Regions from separate parts of the Mus musculus genome. Here region 2 is linked to region 1. Evidence: chromatin contacts called from public promoter capture Hi-C data. All regions are on one chromosome and are shown on one strand. Each heading gives the region's core, a stretch centred on a gene start, on an enhancer-like site or on the middle of the called end of the contact. The rest is flanking DNA. Distances are from core to core; before and after follow the strand shown.

Region 1 (3,911 bases), core at 467-2,966:
GCACTGTGGATGGAGATAAGGGGATTTGAAGATGCACAGGTCACATATTATATTGGCCAATAGTAATTTTATATCATTTTCTGAAAGGAAACCACATTCTCTGCAGTATTTTTCCACTGGGGGGAAAAACTGCAACGTGGGGGAAATGGTTCATAAGTAACTTGAATAATTTTATGCTAGCCCTTTCATGCTAAACAGTGTTTAATATTTTTACATTTCTTTTGATATATAAAAGATAAAGAGAATTTGGAAAAGCCCAAGCCACTTGTCTAAGTGTGTGATTTATTTCAGTTTTAGACCTACAGTGAAATTTCCCATTTGAAACAGCACACAACCAACAGGCATGAAGATGTGAATGGCTCTCTCCCCTTAAGAACCTTAAGGACTAAAGCGCTGCTTTGGTTTCTTGACTGGCAGCCTGGGCTTGTCTCCTCCAAGAGCAGCTTCTGCAGTTGCCCAGATGGAACATTTGAAGAGGGCTTTTCTCCCACATGAGAGCCTTTCATCCCACAAAACCCACAGAATATGGTAGCAAACTTGATGGCACAAGAGTCTGATTTTTATTTATTTTTCCAAAGTAGCTGTCAGGTTTGCTTCTCCTCACACAGGTGCACAGCACTCTGGAGAAGAAGAACAGATCAACCCCCAACCCACCTACCACAACCACTTCCCCAAACCACCCCTACACACATCCAAGGTCTCTTCCCCACTGCAGAGCTCTGGGGGAGTCAGTCAATAACCAGGCACTCGCTTGAGGAGGGCAGAGGGGACGGTGAGGATGAAAACCTTCCATCTGAAGTCTTTCTGGCTGATCTCGCTATACATCAGTCAGTTGTACACAGAAGAATTGTGCAATCTGACCGGCGTGCTTTCTGAGAAACATATTGAAACACTTCGTGTTTGAGGTGTGTATAGGCATCACAGAGTTCTCATACACTCTCAGTCTCCACACAAGACTCCTTTTAGGCTGTACTGGAAAGGTAGCCCAGCAGTGGCTCATCCTGCCCCAGCTTGTAAACTGGGATTTGTACTTTCCTATCTTCCAGTCACCTGATTACTGTCCCCGGGCAAAGGGCACTCGTTCACATCATTTTTTCCGAGCAGTTAAACCTGGAAAGATACTTCTTAAAGGACTCACAGAAGTTGTCTTGGGGGTTTGGAAAACATCACAAAATCAGCAGCCGACCTTTTGACTGTGCTATTTTTAGAGAAGTAATTGTGCTCCTTTAAAGTGCATTTTTTTTTGACAATGGGACAGATTCCCCTGCCCTTACTGATATGTGAACTATTTACAATTAAAAACACAAGCATAATACCGCAAACAGATACATTTAACCTCAGAAGCAGTCAGACAGACGGGGCACGCGGGGAGGGGGGGCAGTGTGACTTAAAAAGAGAAAAGATTTTTGTAATAGAAATGCTGTTGTTTCTGCCAAAAAGGAATTTTTATTTTACTGTTCAAACAGAAGTTTGTTTTCAAACCAGTTGCTAGTTAAGAAGCTCACTGTTCATTACAGCATCCTTATGAATCAACTCTAAGTAAAAGGCGTTGACCAGCAGGGACTCACTCCAGGCAGCAACCCCCTGCAAGTCAGCAGCCCTGACAAGGGTTATCTTACCTTGAGCACGTCAGATCTGGGAGACAGGGACTCGGGCTCCCACGGAGAGGACCGTGGAAGGGCTCTGATCCTCTGTGCTCTGCGGGTAACTTGCACTTGGCTTTTATGGACAGGTGGGCGGAGCTGTTCCTCACAGTAGGTGGGCAGGGATTGAGCGGGGGCGGCGGGCGGGCTGCCCCCGTGGAGCTGGACACTTGTCTGGGGAGGGGCAGAAAGGGTAGAGCCCGAGTTTTTAGGAGTGGGGAGAGCCAGGGACTTTGGAGGGCGGCGGAGTAAATAGACAGGAGTGGAGACGAATGAGGGAGAGTAGAGAAAGGCAGAGACCACAGAAGGGAAAGGTTGGGGAAGAAATGAATGGGGCTTGGGGACGGGAAGCTAAAGTAAAGGTAGGGGAAGAGAGAGAGATAGGGATTTGATTCTGGAAGATGAAATGGGTACTGGATTATTTTTCGGTTTTGTGTGACATTTTTGGCAGCGAGAGGAACCTGGGCGACTGTCAATAACAAAGGTGTTTTCTCTGTGATCGAAAAGCCAAGTAACCGCCCAAGAGAACTGACGGGTTTGGAAGCGAGGTAGAGGCGAGGAAGATGGGCTTCTGGAAAAGGGTGGAGGACAAGCCCGGTGAGCCCAGACAGTGGTGGGAGGGGATCGTCCCAGGGAGCCCCAGGCGCCCTGCCTCTGGGAGCTGACTGCTGCAGCCTGGCCCACCCCACCTCACTCCTGCCAGCCTCCTTCCACAGACAGTTCTAAGCGTGCAACATCCAGGCAGCTCCAGAGGCTGGAGCAGCTGTGAGGTCCATCTGCGGAGACAGCTCCGCACCAGCTCGTCCCTTCAGCATCAACATCTGCTTATGTAACACAGGATGCTAGGGCTCGCTGTCCTCTGGTTATTTTCGGTATTAAAAAAAAAATCTCTCCTAGCTAGCAACTGAAAAATGTTCGGTGTCATAGCTCTCTCCACTTGTCGTAGGCATAGAGAGGATTTAACCAACAAGTGCGAAGGGTCATGCTGAAGTTATTAAAAAATGTATTCAGAGAAAGAAAAATAAGGTCCTTTCGCTGCTGAGCGGTGACTCACTTCCCAGCCCAAGCTACAGTTTTGCCACCAAAGAAATCAAAGCATTTGAAAGGAGGACTTGAGACTCAGAGATGGGAAATGGGAGTCGGATAGATGCCTTGGAGAAGAGGGAATGACCTTGCTCACCGAGTACACACACACACACACACACACACACACACACACACACACACACACACGATCTTAAGCCATGCTGTGCTGTTTTCTGTCTTGTTTTCTAGCTAGCTCAAGCTGGCAACAGGCTAAGCTAGGCAGTTTAAAAACTCCTGCACTCCTTAGTGTGCCTGGAGAGTGTGCATTGTTCTGAGGACCCGCGCAGGGGCTTGAAAACTGTTCAGTAGTATCCCTCAGCCTCTCCTCCACAGGATGCCAGAGGACCACTAGCCCAGCAGTCTCCTTCTGCTAGGTGTGGAAAAAAAATGGCCTTGGACTTAGCCATAGGATACTGAAGGGCAAAAAACCTCTCCACTAAGAAAGAGCCACTGGCCTAGTAAAGGTCCACAGTATAAAAAAGAATTTTCAAAGAATCTATTAAGAAAATAGTAGTGCGTGCCACTGGGATAATAATAATACCTGCCACCACATGTGCTAAGTTTACACTGGACTTAGTTTTTTACAGACTCACTCCCATCTGTCTGCCTGGAGAGCCCAGAGCCTCAACTGATGGTTCCTTTGTAAGAATTCCAAGCTTAGCTCGAATGGATAGGCTTGGAAGTCAACATGCAAAAACCGATGCGATTCAGAGAGGGAGGATGGTGAAGAGTCATTAGACAAAATGGAAACATTTTAATTTTCATCAAGATACAAATTTGACATCATATGTGTGTGCGTGTATATACATATATATGTGTGTGGGTATATATCTATATCTATCTACCTTCTATCATCTATCTATCTATCTATCTATCTATCTATCTATCTATCTATCTATCTATCTATATCTATCTATCATCTATCTAATGCATATATATAAGTGTGTGTGTGTGTGTGTGTGTGTGTGTGTGTGTGTTTCCCTGGACCTCCTAATCAGCTTTATTCAGGAAAGTCACTGGCTCTAACAAGCCATACCTATTGGTTTACTAGCCAGGAAAATATAAATGCTCAGTAAATGTCACCTGGCCCAATGGAATAAATTGTTCTGATGAGTGTGAACATATGGATGACGAGCAGCAGTTGTTCAATTAATGGATGAATGGAGAATGAAGAAGGCTAAA
Region 2 (3,831 bases), core at 494-2,993, 1.7 Mb after region 1:
GGACTCTTCTGACTCCAACTTCTCCGTTTCCTCCCCCCTCCTCCTCTCCCTCCTCTCCCTCCTCTCCCTCCTCCTCCTCCTCCTCCTCCTCCTCCTCCTCCTCCTCCTCCTCCTCCTCCTCCCCCTTGTTCTCTAGTTCTTCAGAAAGCCCAAGGGAGGGAAGACGTAGAGAATGCGGGTGAGGAGAAGAAAAAGAGCAAGAGGAACAGCAACAGCGTACAGAAAACACAAGCTTTAAGGCATGGGGTAAAAGGATACACAGTCTAAATTAAATACATTCTTATGATAAGTGAGTAACAACACATACAAGATGTTACGTCAACAAATCTATCTGCAGATCCTCTCAAACTCTAATTGTCTCTATACTGCTCATCTTTTAATACCTCAGTTGGAGAAAGTTAATGTCACTGGATATCCATTCCGTGACATTTACATCCACGCTGTATGCAGCCTAGCTGTCTGCCTTCTTGACATAAGCTGGGATCATCTGGGAGAAAGGAACCACAATTGAGAAAATACCTCCATGGGCTGGAGAGATGGCTCAGCGGTTAAGAGCACTGACTGCTCTTCTGAAGGTCCTGAGTTCAAATCCCAGGACTGGGAGAAAGGAACCCCAATTGAGAAAATACCAACATGAGATTGGCCTGTAGGCAAGCCTCTGTGGCATTTTCTTGGTTAATGATTGGTTGAAGTGAGAGAGCCCAGCCCATTGTGAGTGGTGTTGCCCTGGGCCAGTGGTACTAGCATTATAAGAAAACAAACTGAGCAAGCCTTGAGGAGCAAGCCGGTGGTACGCAGTGGTCTTCCATCATCTCGGCTCCAGTCCTGCCTCCAGGGTCTTGCTTGAGTTCCTGGCCTGACTTGCCTTAATGATGGACTAGAGAGTGAGAGCTGTAAGATGAAGTAAGTCCTCTCCTCTCCAAATTGCTTTTGGCCACAACATTTCATCACAGTAATGGAAGTCCTAACTAAGACATACAGGGAATATTAGCAGCCAGAATTTCTACTGTCTGTATGCAGGCAGCATGCATTAGGAGCATGGATGGCCCTAACTTAACACTGACAGGTTAATGTCTGGTGCATCATCCAGTACAGTAACATTTCATTTAGAGGTTGCTTACTTTATTTAACCTTAAATTGAATTACTTTCGTTATGAATAAACCATCATCATAAAATGTTGATGTTTACTTGAAAATGATAGTAATGTGAATTTCTATTGTGCAGAGAGGCCTGTGTGTTGGAGGAGAGGAGATGATTCCTTTCGGGATTAAATGAAGCTGTGAGATAAAGGGAAAGGTCTTGCAGTGTGTAATTAAGATTAAATTAATCATCTTCCTCTCATTAAGCATATTATTTTACAGAGTCATTACATATATTCAAATTATATTGCACCGGATTAAGAGGATTAGAGCCTAACCTAGCTTCTTTGTCTGCTGAGGGCAGCAGCTGAGAGTTTATTGAGTGGGGAATCAAGCATGCGACCAAGAACTGTCCCTGGGAAGAGGGCAAACGGAAGGTGTTGCCTTGTTTTCTTTACATTGCCAATGAGGCAGACAGACACAGCCTGTGAGTGATGCCAATCTACTTATCTATGAAACAACAAGCAGCATTGAGGGCAACGTCTGCTTGTCTCTTCTTATTCATTTTCGTGACCTGATATCTATTTTTTGAAAGACACATGGTCAGGACATTTCACTAGCTGTGTTGGTGGCACATCCCTGCCTTCCTTCCTCCTGGAAGACATGGTCCTGGCTGTTTGGTTGGTCTCCTTCACCTACACCTGGATCACACTGATGCTGGATGCCTCTGCCATCAAGAAACCCCATCAGCAATGTCTCTCTTCACCGAAACAAACCCGGTAAGATATGGAAAGAGAGTCATCAGTGATTTCCCAGTTTCTCTCCATAGCTGCCTCGGACCCTCTGCTAATCTAAAAACATCTCTTTAGGGGAAACCCATCTTTGTCGAAGTACCTGTGTCTGAAATAGCACTGACCCATCAGAAGAAATGGTCAACATCTGCAAGTATGGGATCTCCCATGTCCGGCATTATTTCTCTAGTTGTATTTATTTAGGTAGCATACAGTTAAATGTTTTGCATCGACACCATCTTTCAGGGAGCCTATTGCTCCAATGAGAAATGCACTCATTGCTAGGAATGTTGCTTATTTACAATTTCTTTACATGTTTGAATTAGTAGTCTAAGAAATGACTTTTCTTGTCAGTTTTGTGGAGGGAAACTTGGTTTTAGATTTTGAAGAGAGAGTGTAAGAAAGCATTCAGACCATTTGTTACCTGTTGAAAATAGTGCTCAGAAATGTAAATACCTTTCCAAAGATCAACATATCATTATTGTTTTTTGTTTTTTTTTTCCCATCAGTATCATGAGATGCCAGGCTATTTACAGGGAACCATTGGCTATCAATAGATTCTAGGAAAGAAGGAATCACTGATTTAGTTCAGTACCTTCTGATGTGTTTATAAAAAGATAAAGGTGTATAAGATATGTTCTATGGGAGCTGTGGTAAGGCATGGGGTAAGGGGGTGCCTCGGTGGGCCCATGCCAAGGCATCCCTTCCCCCTGAGGGACCAGCCACACCACGGTATAGTATAGAATAGAGTTTATTTAGGGCATGGAGAGGGGAGTTAAGAGAGTAGTAGAGGCAGAGAAAGGCAGAGAGAATGAGAGAGAGAGAGAGAGAGAGAGAGAGAGGCTGGCCTTGACCACGGGGAGAGAGGGGGAAGGGAATGGGGAGAGTGGGGGAGCAAGAGGGAATAAGAGTCAAGAGAGAGAGGAGCGGGCAAGCAGCCCCTTTTATAGTGGGTCAGGCCTACCTGGCTATTGCCAGGTAACTGTGGGGAGGAGCATACCTGGCTATTGCCAAGTAATTGTGGGGTGGAGTTTAGATAGAATGCCAACACCTTCTTAGCTGCCAACAGAGAGCTCCAAACACGAGGTCACAGAGACAGCCTGGTTCATCTCAGTGGGTTGCAAAACAAAACTAACCAGAGAGAAATGTGTTTGCACGGTGGGGCGTGAGTAGTGGGGGAGAGGGGTGGAAGATAAAAGTAGTTAGTGTGCAAGATGTGTGTGTATGGCATTGTAAATAACAGCAGAGAAGCTAGAGAAAGCACCCAAGGAGCTGAAGGGGTCTGCAACCCTATAGGTGGAACAACAATATGAACTAACCAGTACCCCCAGAGCTCGTGTCTCTAGCTGCATATGTAGCAGAAGATGGCCTAGTCGGCCATCACTGGGAAGAAAGTATTGAAAACTTTATATGCCCCAGTAAAGGGGAATGCCAGGGCCAAGAGGCGGGAGTGGGTGGGTAGGTGAGCAGGGCAGGGGGAGGGTATAGGGAACTTTCGAGATAGCATTTGAAATGTATTTTTAAAAAATATCTAATAAAAAAATAAATAAATAAAAAAGCTATACTGACCATTACATGTTTTGTTTTATTTTGTTCTGTTTTGTTTTTCCTTTTTTAAGTCAACAGTGAACACAAAGTCGTTCTGTTAAGGAGGAAACTTTTCCTTAGGTTAAATGACTCTTCTTTCCTTTTAAAAGAGAAAATTAAAAGGTTGTGTAGGGCAGGTTTCCTCCATAAGAAACCCTGGGGTTTCTGCTGTCTGGGGTCCAAATGCTGATTTTCCAGTTCTCTATGAACTAACTGAAGAGCCCTCCAGGCCACAAGCGAGAAGATTCATTAACATTTATAGCTGCTGCTTTTGTGCTGCAGGAAGAATCCCCTAGGGCACTGGGGATTGTGTAAACCATCACCCTGGTTCAAAGCAGCCACTCAAGATGAAACGGGGTGCTTTCCCTGAGCG

The links. Capture Hi-C pulls out chosen DNA fragments and counts their contacts.
Region 2: a contact with region 1 is called in a promoter capture Hi-C map of liver, with 2.7 times the contacts expected there. The contact joins the promoter of Gabrr3 here to the promoter of Col8a1 in region 1. A contact is called at or near these places in 4 of 39 promoter capture datasets (embryonic stem cells, hippocampal neurons, pre-B cells and 1 more) and 1 of 9 other capture datasets (liver).

What each region holds. Positions count from the first base shown.
Region 1 is chr16:57,753,021-57,756,931 of GRCm38.p6, forward strand. Col8a1 (collagen, type VIII, alpha 1) reads right to left here and starts at 1,717. Exons shown (of 4, transcript NM_007739.2): 1 at 1,620-1,717.
Region 2 is chr16:59,405,639-59,409,469 of GRCm38.p6, forward strand. Gabrr3 (gamma-aminobutyric acid (GABA) receptor, rho 3) reads left to right here and starts at 1,744. Exons shown (of 9, transcript NM_001081190.1): 1 at 1,744-1,859. The coding sequence starts at 1,744. It overlaps Gm33611 (a long non-coding RNA gene), which reads left to right. Exons shown (of 3, transcript XR_384916.2): 3 at 137-523.